Regions from separate parts of the Gossypium arboreum genome. Here region 2 is linked to region 1. Evidence: chromatin contacts called from public Hi-C data. All regions are on one chromosome and are shown on one strand. Each heading gives the region's core, a stretch centred on a gene start, on an enhancer-like site or on the middle of the called end of the contact. The rest is flanking DNA. Distances are from core to core; before and after follow the strand shown.

Evidence for each region. A called contact is a pair of places that touch in the nucleus more often than the background predicts.
Region 2: a contact with region 1 is called in a Hi-C map of leaf, with 2.5 times the contacts expected there. The contact joins the promoter of LOC108472514 here to the promoter of LOC108471232 in region 1. A contact is called at or near these places in 2 of 5 Hi-C or Micro-C datasets (both in leaf).

Annotation. Positions count from the first base shown.
Region 1 is chr11:46,763,418-46,768,942 of ASM2569848v2, forward strand. It overlaps LOC108471232 (rhamnogalacturonate lyase B-like), which reads left to right and starts at 2,687. Exons shown (of 17, transcript XM_053020856.1): 1 at 2,687-2,831; 2 at 2,962-3,096; 3 at 3,893-3,953; 4 at 4,104-4,225; 5 at 4,335-4,373; 6 at 4,463-4,585; 7 at 4,696-4,815; 8 at 4,897-5,038; 9 at 5,191-5,361; 10 at 5,467-5,525. The coding sequence starts at 2,987.
Region 2 is chr11:47,108,896-47,114,583 of ASM2569848v2, forward strand. LOC108472514 (probable mannitol dehydrogenase) reads left to right here and starts at 4,099. Exons shown (of 5, transcript XM_017774052.2): 1 at 4,099-4,605; 2 at 4,703-4,816; 3 at 4,898-5,411; 4 at 5,522-5,675. The coding sequence starts at 4,508.

The DNA of each region.
Region 1 (5,525 bases), core at 1,437-3,936:
GATTAAAATGTTCATCTAAATTTTAAGAATTTTTAACGCCATTCAAATTCTCCCTCAAATCCAAGTCCGTTAAAATGTCATATTTTTGTTACATGACTATAAAATAATAATTATTTTTAATTTAAAAAGTCACACTAGCAAATTTAATAGAAAAATTTTAACGAAGTTAACCACTTGACATAAAATTTTAAAATCGAAATGTAAAAGGATTAAATTATTGAAAATAGAAGTATGAAAACTAAATTCTAAATATATGAAAAGTATGTAAACTTAGAGTATACTGTGACCTTTAAATTTTGGGTAAAGTACAAAAATAATTACTGAACTATTGACTTTGTTCTATTTTTGTCACTCAATTATTAATTTTTTTAATTTAATCTCTAAATTTTTCAAATTAAATATTTTAGTTACCCTTTGTTAATTGCCATTAAATTTTTTTAAAAAGCTTACGTGAAATTTTTGGAAATTCACGTAATTTTCCAATTTTCCATGTGGGTAAGGTTTTTTGTATTTTTATTAATAATTTTAAATTAAAATTTAATTATAATTATTACAATTTTTAGTATATTTTAGATTTAGAGTTCTATTAAAGTAATACTGCTATTTAAAATTAGCATAACTTTTTAACTAATAATCTAAATCTAAATATAATTATTTTTAAAATTAATTTAATAATATGATGCAAAATAAGAGTATTCTTGTCAGTTCAATTTTTTTAAAATTCATGTTTATATATATATATATATATATGATAGTTGATAGAAGAAAAAAGCATTCTCGTCGATTAAAAAGTTTCTTTAAACTCTTGCTCTTATATATAATATAAGAAAAAATATTTTGGTATAATGCTAATAAAGTTTTTAGACTCCATAAGAAAAATTAGAAAGATATATTAAAATATTAAAAATTGATATTTAAAAAAAGAATCATGTCAATTTTTAAGATTACTTGTAGAAAAAAAATATATTGTCAGTGTACCAAATACTCACCACTAATATAAATTAGTTTTATTGCCTAATAATGTATATGTTTGGTTGTATGTATTTTTTATAAATTTAATTTTTAAAATTGATCTTATAAATAAATTTAAATTATTTTATTTCAAGTAAAATTCTTAAATAAAAAGGTAACAGTAATAAAAAGAAAATAATATTTTCTCTAAGTAATTTTTTATTATCAAATCTTATAAATACTCAAAACATATAATGATAGTGAAAATAATTAAAATGTATTGAACCTTTAAGTAAAAATAAGTAGTTTATATTAAAAGTTTTAACGCATGTTAAAAATTCAATTCATCGATATTTTGAATTTAAAAGAATCAATGAATTTTTGAATTTGTAAATTTAACTTTAAATTTATAAGTAAATTTATGAAAATATGTAAAAATATATCGAAAATATTTTACTAATATATATAGATACGGTAAAAGTTCTTACAAGTTTATGTTGTCTGATACAAAAACTGATTGTTCCCAATATTTTACCATATATATATATATATATATATTTATACATATATGTAGATTGATATAGATAGATAGATAACTAAAATGAAAAAGAAAAAGGAGAAAAACTTAATTGCCAACAATTATTTATTTATTTATTTATTAATTTATCTCTTCCAACTAATATATGAATGTCGAAAACCTTTTATTCATAAACATGCAATAATTCATTTTCAAAATATTTATGTTAAAGTTCAAATTCAAAATAGATAAAAATATAAATAATATAAATTAAATTTTAAATCAAATCAATTAGATAATTATCTAATTAAATATTCATCTAAATTTTAAATTTTCTAATTATCTAATTAAATATGTAAGATAATATAAACATATAATAATTATTTTTAAATTTATTCGAAAATAATAGACAAATTATGTAATTTAAAAATGTGATAATTAATTTTAAATTAAAATTAAAATAAAAAATATATAGATAAGTATTTAGCTAATTTAATTTAAATTAAATTAAACGGATAAATATTTAATTAATCAAATATAAAATACATCACCTGACGTAATTTTAATACTTACATATGTTGTTATCTTGGTGACCTTGTTTTTAAAAAGCATCTGGGTCACGGGGACATGTTATTTGTTCCTGATTTTGACAAATCTGATATCCGTGGCACTTTGTTTAACTTATGTCTATAACTAAGGTTTAGTTTGATAATACATTTCAAAAATAATTTAGGGAAAAATATTTTTGAACAAAGGTATTTATAAATAAATTAATTTTTCAAAAACTAAAAATATTTTTTTGGAAAAACATTTTTAAATTAGGCCTAAGTAGAATAGGTTTCTTCTGTCATTTTACGCCCCTTTTCAATGATTTTCTTTCTTTCTAAATTATGTGTTCAAATAAAAGCACTATAACTATTAATAAACAAGCAAAACTTTATGCACCTATAAAATATAGCTCAAACTTGGGCTTTTCTAATAACATTTTACTTTCAATAATACTACCTGTAGACTAAAAATTATCATAAATTCCATTTACAACATTTGCATAAGTTTTAATGTATGGTCAAACAACAATAGTTAAAGGGAGTCTACAAAATTAAGAATGGTAAATAGCTGTGAATACTAAAAGAGTCAAAAGAGTTGTTGTTTTGTGATTAGAAGACTTTCTTGTATAAAGGCCATTATGGTTGGTGCACGTTACTAAAAGGCCATTAAGATTCCCCGTCTATATCTTTGTAAAGATACCCCAGACACTTTGCAACCCAAAAGAAAAACAAACAAACAAATTTCTCCAATTTGGTTTCAAAACGTCTAACATTGTGAAGCTCATTGGATTTTTTTTCCTTCTATGGTGAATCTGGTAACCCCTTCCACTTCCTCTTCTCATTTCTGGTGTTCTATTGAAAGTTCTCAAAGCATAAAGGGTATCATAAATCATCTGAAACTCTAAAGCGTTTTATGGTTTTGTTTTGTATTTTTCGATTTTACAGCTCTTCAATCCATCAAGAATATTGGATGGAGAAGGTGGCACACAGGAGCCATTTGGGACAGCTTTTTCTATGGCTTCTAATGATAGTTGAACTGTCACTCTTTTACTCTGCATGTTCTGCTGAAATCCCAGTCAGGTTCTTGCTTTGCTCTTCCTCATTCTCCCATATTTTTTTTATCCTGTTCTAATCTGCATGTTTCCCCTTCTCTGCTTATGGTACTAGAGAGTGGAGACCCAAAAGAGTGAGAGCAAGAGAAAAAGAGAGAGAGATTGCATTACTTTCTGACAGTCGATGAGTCCGAATACCCTGTTGCATTTTTTGTCATTATTCCTTAAGCAATCTAATTCCTTGACTTTATATTCTTTGTTTCTAGTTCACTGTTTCCTTGTTCACCTCTTTCCATTTTCTCTCTCTACATATCACGAGTTGTTTAGGCCAATCGGTTTGGGACACCATGGCCTTTTTTCACACATAAACTCAAACACAGGGGAGTAGGGGTTGGTTGAATTATGACCCGTGACCGCAACTACTCACAAGAGTTGGTGATTGGTATCCTAGAAATTTCACATATTCTCGATCGAAAAATTGAAAACTTTTTAATTCAATCCTAAAGTATAAATAATCATCCAAAAAATGAAATTCCACATTTTCTCTGCTGCAATGCTTTTATTTGTTTTACATCAACATGTGACTGCATGGTTTTTCTTGTTATTTTTTTGTCTTTGGTATCAAAATTTTCAACTAAAGTGAATACTAGTAAGTTTGTTCATGAAATTACTGGAAGAATGTTGGTATTCTACTTTGGAAATTTCTTGGGGCATAAATTTTTGGGTTTTTTTTTTCTTTTCATGGACAAATTAAACATCTGTACTAACTATAAGTCATGTCACAAAAACTAAATACATACTACTCTTGGATGTTTGATTTGCAGAAAAATCCTGAACCTTGGAGATTGTAACCCTCATGTCCGGTTGCAAATAAGTCATCACAACGTAAGAAAGTATAAAAATTTGCTTTCACTTTGTTTTAGGTGCAAAGAACATTGATGTATGGTTCTATTAATTCTTTTATTTCTTCATATCAAAATATTATTAACTATCTAATGGACTTTTTTTTTTTTTTTTTGATTGTTTGTTTTTCAGGTGGTTATTGATAATGGACTTATTGAAGTCACTATTGAGAACCCATCTGGTCATGTGACAGGAATAAAATATATGGGGATGGATAATGTGCTTGAATGTGGAAACCCAAACTCTAATAGAGGGTATGCCCCTTTTTAACTATAACGAATGCAAAAGTGCTGTTTTATGTTTTTCAAATTTGCAGTATTTGGAAAAACTATTTTCTCCATTGCTTAGATTTATATATTCCAGGTACTGGGACTTTGTCTGGGATAACAGCACCTTTGACAAGTGAGTTTTCCACCATTTCTACATAAATGATTTCCTGAATACCTGTCACTTCTTTAGTTAACACTGGTTGTTTACATGTTACTTCCCAGAATGGAAACAAAACATGTGAAGGTCATAGCACATACTGATGAGCTAGTGGAGATTTCCTTTACCAAAAATTGGGATTTCAGAACAGATCATCGCAAGACAGTTCCCTTAAACATTGACAAAAGGTATGGAATTGTTATAAACAAATCTCAATATTTTGCACAAGTTTGATTATACGGCTTAAAAAAAAACAAATTGTGATGGCCCTTATGCTTCATTTTTAACATTCTCCCAGGTTCATAGTCCGACGAGGCGTTCCAGGGGTATACATGTATGGTATTTTCGAGCGCCAGGAGGATTTTCCGGATGCACAGATGTATCAATTAAGAATTGTTTTCAAGCTCAAGGAAGACAAGTAAAAAAACCAAAGATCAACCCTTGATCACTATATAAGATCCAATTGATGCCAATATTTCATGTGACATTTTTGAATCAGGTTTAGGTTCATGGCGATATCGGACACCAGACAAGGGGTTATGCCTAGGGGAGAAGATCGAGATAATACTCGCAGTCAGACTCTTGCCTTCAAGGAAGCTGTTCTAATGACCAATCCATCCAATCCACAATTTAGAGGAGAGGTATTTTCTTCTACATTTTACTTTTTGAGGTAAAGTAGGATTCTTTAGGAATGGCCTTGGAAAAACGTGGCTTCTCTTTGTCTGTATCTCTGTTTTGTCCGAGTATACTAAATTAACAGCAATTCCCGTGACAATTGTGGGGGTGCATGCAGGTTGATGACAAGTACCAATATTCATGTGAAAACAAAGATAACAGGCTTCACGGGTGGATATCCGATGACGATGCGGTGGGTTTCTGGATAATCACCCCTAGCAATGAATTCCGAACTGGTGGTCCACACAAGCAGGACCTCACTTCTCATGTTGGTCCCATAGCTCTCTCTGTAAGTCTATTTTACAGGCCAACACAAAACATATATGCAATAATATACAACCTTTCATCTGGCTTGAAATGTTTGTCTAAATAGTTGATTGTTTACATGAGCTAGATGTTTGTTAGTACACATTATACCGGGATCGACATAGATGTAACATATAAGAAAGGAGA
Region 2 (5,688 bases), core at 2,849-5,348, 350 kb after region 1:
CAAAACAACAAAGAGCTCGTGACATTGAATGTATTACGTGCAAAGGGTGTGGGCCTTATAGTTATGATTGTGCCAACATAAGATTTTTGTTGATAAAAAAATATGATAGTGAAATTTTTTTCCTCAAACCTATGGAGTTAGATGAGATAGAAATGTCATGTTCTCCTAATAAGATGTATTATACTAAATTGAATATTCATAATACATGTGAGGGGGATATGGGAAGTGATGAAGAAAAAATTGAAAAGATAGAGAGAAAAGAGACCTTGAGTGATGAAAGTCTACTTGATGGTCCAAATTTGGTGAGTGAAAATCCATATGAGGTAAAATTGGAGAGTTCTCAAGTGGAAAAGGAAAATGAAAAGCAAGAAAATACCCATACAAAAGTGAGGAATGGTAACGTTTTAACTAACCTTAACTCAAATTTGTTTAATGGTGTTTCTTTCTTACAGTATTTTAAGGATCCATTGACGGACTCTCAATTATATTATTCTACCATCGATAGATGATTTTACTTCTAGAAAGAGGTAAGTTGAACATTGATAATTCTCCACATGTGCTAGAAGGTAAGAAAAGTAATGATACATCGAAAATTAAAATATGTACGCATACCTTAAATGTTTTTTATAAGTATGCTACTGATTTTATTTTTCCTTACAATATGTTTTTTCATTGGTCAAATTTCAGTAAACAATAGTTTGAACGTTTAATTGATTTTATGGATTTTAGCCCAACTACCAAACTATAATATTTTAAATTTTTCGCCCAAACTCCCAAACTGATTTATTTTCTCCCGAAATTTTTACCCCCTCCCATTTTCCCCCTAAAACTTTTATTCTCTTCCCATCCCAACCCCTTCTACCCCAAACCCATTTCCCTTGAATTTTTTTTTGAATATTTCCCCTCAAAATTTTACTCCCTAAACTCCCAAAACTTTTTATTTTCCCCCAAAACTTTTACTACTCTCCCATCCCACCTCCCTTCTACCCCAAACCCATCCCCCGCCAATTTTTTTTAATATCCCCCAAAATTTTATTCCTTCAACCCCAAAACTTTTACTTTCACTTTTACTCCCAAATCAAAATTAAAATCATCCCCAAAAATCCCTAAACTTAAATAGTAATAATTTTATTTATATCTACTATTTATATTATTAAATTTAAATTTCACATTTTGTATTATTTATATTATTGAATTGTTTAATCATATTGAATCTTTATAAATTTTTGTTAAAATTGAATTATTAATGATGTTATAAAATTTTATGTTGGTATCAATTTCACATTTTATCTTTAAGATAAATTTTATTTAAAAATCACATTTTTACATTTAATATATTTTTAATTTCAAAATATATAATGACAAGAATCATAAGATAATTGAAGTAACAGTTATTACATTGGGCAAATTCGATTATGGTAGACAAATTTAATTACATTGGGTGACAGTGATTATAAAGATTCAAAATTATTTTTTTTAAATTTAATTTGAACAAATATGTTCGATTCGATTTAAATTCCATCTTACTCGACTCGATTTGAGAAAATTTCAAATACAGTCAAGATGATAAAATATAATTTATCAACTTAAAATTTTTTCATTCAATTCAATTCAATTTGATCAAACGCCCCTGACAGAGTTAAAAAAAAAAAAAAAGTCTAAAATCACCACTGGGTGGTGTGGAAAGGATCACACATTCTTCGCCTGTCTTCCATTTGCTTAAAGGATCCTCACCCTGTCGGTCACCACATCAAATCTTCTTTTCTATTTTTCCAGATTCATGCAGCCATTGTAACTTAAACTTACGCTACAGAAGCCCAACCAACCAATAACTCACAAACCACGCAAGTTCCTGATGACCCTGTTTTCGAAGAGATTATCACGTGTCAAGTAGATAAAACATGGACAACCCAGTTGCAAGATGTGTTCATCCACAGACAATAAAACATCCTCATTGCCTTAAATTGACCAATATTGGGTCTACCCGCCATCTCCCCACGACAAATCGTTGGGTGAGACCAGACAAAACAGTCAACCCTCAAAATTAAACTTTTCAAACGCTTCACTTGCAACATCACGCAAACTCTGAAAGTGAAAACAAAACACCCACCACCACCACCCTCTACAAAACACCTCCATCGCCGATCATGGGGTTCACCACCTGGGCCCGATCTCCATCTCCATCTCTGACCCCCTCCCCTTCTCCCTTGTCATCATCATCACCGCCATCGTCGTTATCATCATCTTCGTTGTCACCGCCTTCAAAGCGTCCAGTTGACTTCAGTCCACCGTTGATCGCAATGGTGGTAGTAGTTGCTGCAGCATTTTTAGTCGTTACCTATCCCATTTTAAAAGTAGTTTATTCTGCGGCAAATTCTAGTCACAATAGAAGTTTCAATGAAACAATATTAGTGATTAATCAAATCATAGTAAATGAGAGAACCTTGAGCTCGAAGATGAAATTATTTGATTAAAAAACCTAATGCAATGTAATAATTGAAAGATAAGTTTTGTTTATTAATAACTACAAGAATATATATTTACAATTTTTATATTTAATTTCGCTAATTCATATAAATTTTTAAAGTTAATATCTAATAAAGTTAATTCTAATTGTTATAAATCTCTATATTATTCATAAATTTGAAATTTAATTAATATATTTTATTTTTAAAATATATTTATTCTAATTTTAGATTTCAAAATTCAAGTTCAAGGTCAATAATGTTAATTTATTTTATGTTAAATTTTTAGTATGATATTTTGTAATAAAAAAATACTCAATTAGTAATTATGTAAATAAAAAAATATTGTAATTAACTTAAATTTAATTTAATAAAATAATTTTAACAATTAAACGTAAATTTAAAATTTTAAAAATTAAAAAATTAAATTACTAAAAATAAAAATATAAAAACTAAATTTCAAATTTTTAACTATAATATACTTTAACATTGTTGTAGCTTCTATCCATTGATTTCTTCCGGTATGGCGGCCTTTTGTTAGATTATTGTTGTGGTTGGCATGCATACACATGTATAATATTAAAAACAATTTCAAATAGACATATATTTTCACCAAAAACATGAGTTTGTTGCATATAATCTAGAATCAATATCAAATATATTTTTTATACATATTGAAGATAAAATGGAGTCACAATTTGAATTTGTGTTAAATAATATCAAATATATTATTTTTATTATCTAAATTTTTGTACTTGTATACTCCCACCGGAACTCGTCGGATGGTAATACTTTCATCATGCATTATCGAAAACTCAAACCCAACTATTGTTTTTGTAAAATTTAAAAGAAGTTGTTTTAATAATAAGTTTCAAATTTTTTATAAAAATAACAGTTTTCATAAGTGATTAAAAAATTAATGGCAACTTGATGACTTTTAATTTTCTTTAATATTTAATTTTTTTAAAGATATATATATTTTCTTTAAAGGTGAATTCATTAATTCATTTAATAGATGAAATCATACAATTGAGAGAAAAAAATAACAAACACTCGCTGGCTTTAGCCTTAACATCAATAAAATATTATGACACGTTACAATTGATTTTGTCACAACTCAAGCACAACATATTTGGAGTGATTGCAAGTACTTAATACGATAAGGAAATCAATCCCGGATGGTCTAAAAGGGCGAGAAAAAATCAACAAAAAAATTGAGCAATCACTAAACTAGAGAAGACAACAAGAAAATCATCCCTAACATCACTTGTAAAACTAAGCTTACATGCATAAGCAAAACTAAAAAACGTGCTATAAAGCTGACAAAAACTTCTAAAATTGAAAACTTATTAAACAATGAAAAACAAACAAAGAACATATAAAACTTAAGACAACATAGGTCCACATTGATATGTGAAATCATTTATTATTCTAAAATACTCTCAAAATAGAAACAAATTAAGAAATTGATGAAGAGTCACCCACTTTCCAAGAAAAACTATTGGTGGCCGGCGAAATTTTAGCTAATAACAGACACCATCATCTATCTATCACAACTTGTGAAACAACAAAAATATTTACAAAATAGATCAATAAACTGAAAAGAAAGAAGATAAATGTAGAGAATGAGAAGAAAAAGAAAAATAGGATTGATGGGAGAAGAAAAAAGCGAATGATAGCCAATTCGAGGGTTGAAACTGTTGCTAAGCAAAACAAAAGATAAGAAGCAACGAGTTGGAGTAAATTTTCTTTTTAAGTTGAAAGCAAATTGAAAATGGAAGGAAGAAAAAAAAAAACCTATATGTTTCTTGGTAGCTTTTGTGACTTGTGAGCCGAGAAAGTTTTAAATTTTGAACTTACTTTTCAATTCATTGCCAACATTTTCCAGTTATATGGTCAGCCAACATGTAAGCATTGCCTCCCAAAACCCCGCTATAAAGACCTTCTCTTCCCCATACTACTAAACATTAGTTTATCATTTTTTAATACCATTTGTTTTGTTCTTTAAGACTAGAAGAGACTAAACAATTACACGTCCGACCATGTCAAGATTGCCAGAAGAAGAACACCCAAACAAGGCTTTTGGATGGGCGGCCAGAGACACTTCCGGTGTTCTCTCTCCATTCAAATTTTCAAGAAGGTTTTTCCTTTTCTTTCTTTTTTATTTGATCATGTTTGATCTTCTTCCAAGTCTATTTGTGTCGTTGTTGATTGATAAATATCATGTGGATTTGCAGGGCAGCAGGAGAGAAAGATGTTTCTTTCAAGGTGCTTTATTGTGGGATATGTCATACCGATCTTCATAATGCCAAGAACGAATGGGGCAAGACCTTATACCCTCTTGTCCCTGGGTATAATATTATCTCCATCAATTCATCTCTTTGTTTATGGCAAACAAATATAGAGATTTAAAACAAACATATTGGATGCAGGCATGAGATTGTAGGGGAAGTGACAGAGGTGGGAAGTAAGGTACAAAAGTTCAAAGTTGGAGACAAAGTTGGAGTAGGCTGCATGGTTGGCTCCTGCCATTCATGCGATAGCTGCACCAACAATCTTGAGAATTATTGCCCCAAATTGATAGCTACCTATGGAGGGAAGTACTATGACGGAACTGTTACATATGGGGGTTTTTCTGACACTATGGTGGTGGATGAGCACTTTATCATCCGCATTCCTCACAACCTGCCTCTTGATGCCGCCGCCCCCCTTCTTTGCGCCGGAATCACAGTGTATAGTCCATTGAGATTTTATGGACTCGATAAGCCTGATTTGCATATTGGAGTTGTTGGATTGGGAGGACTAGGCCATTTGGCTGTTAAATTTGCCAAGGCTATGGGGGCCAAAGTTACAGTCATTAGCACTTCTATAAACAAGAAGAAAGCAGCTTTGGAAAATCTCGGTGCTGATTCATTTTTTGTCAGCCGAGACCAAGATCAGCTTCAGGTTTAGTTTCGACAACCTTTTCCTTTTTCTTTTAATATTTTGTCAACAATGAAATTTTCTAAATTCAACACACATTTATATATATATATATATATGTTTATTGTGTTTAGGCTGCTAATGGTACATTGGATGGCATCATCGATACAGTATCTGCTCAACATCCCTTGCTGCCTTTGCTTGGGTTGTTGAAGACTCACGGGAAGCTTGTTCTTGTTGGTGCTCCAGAGAAACCACTTGAGCTACCAGCCTTTCCATTGCTCCAAGGTAAGAGTTTATG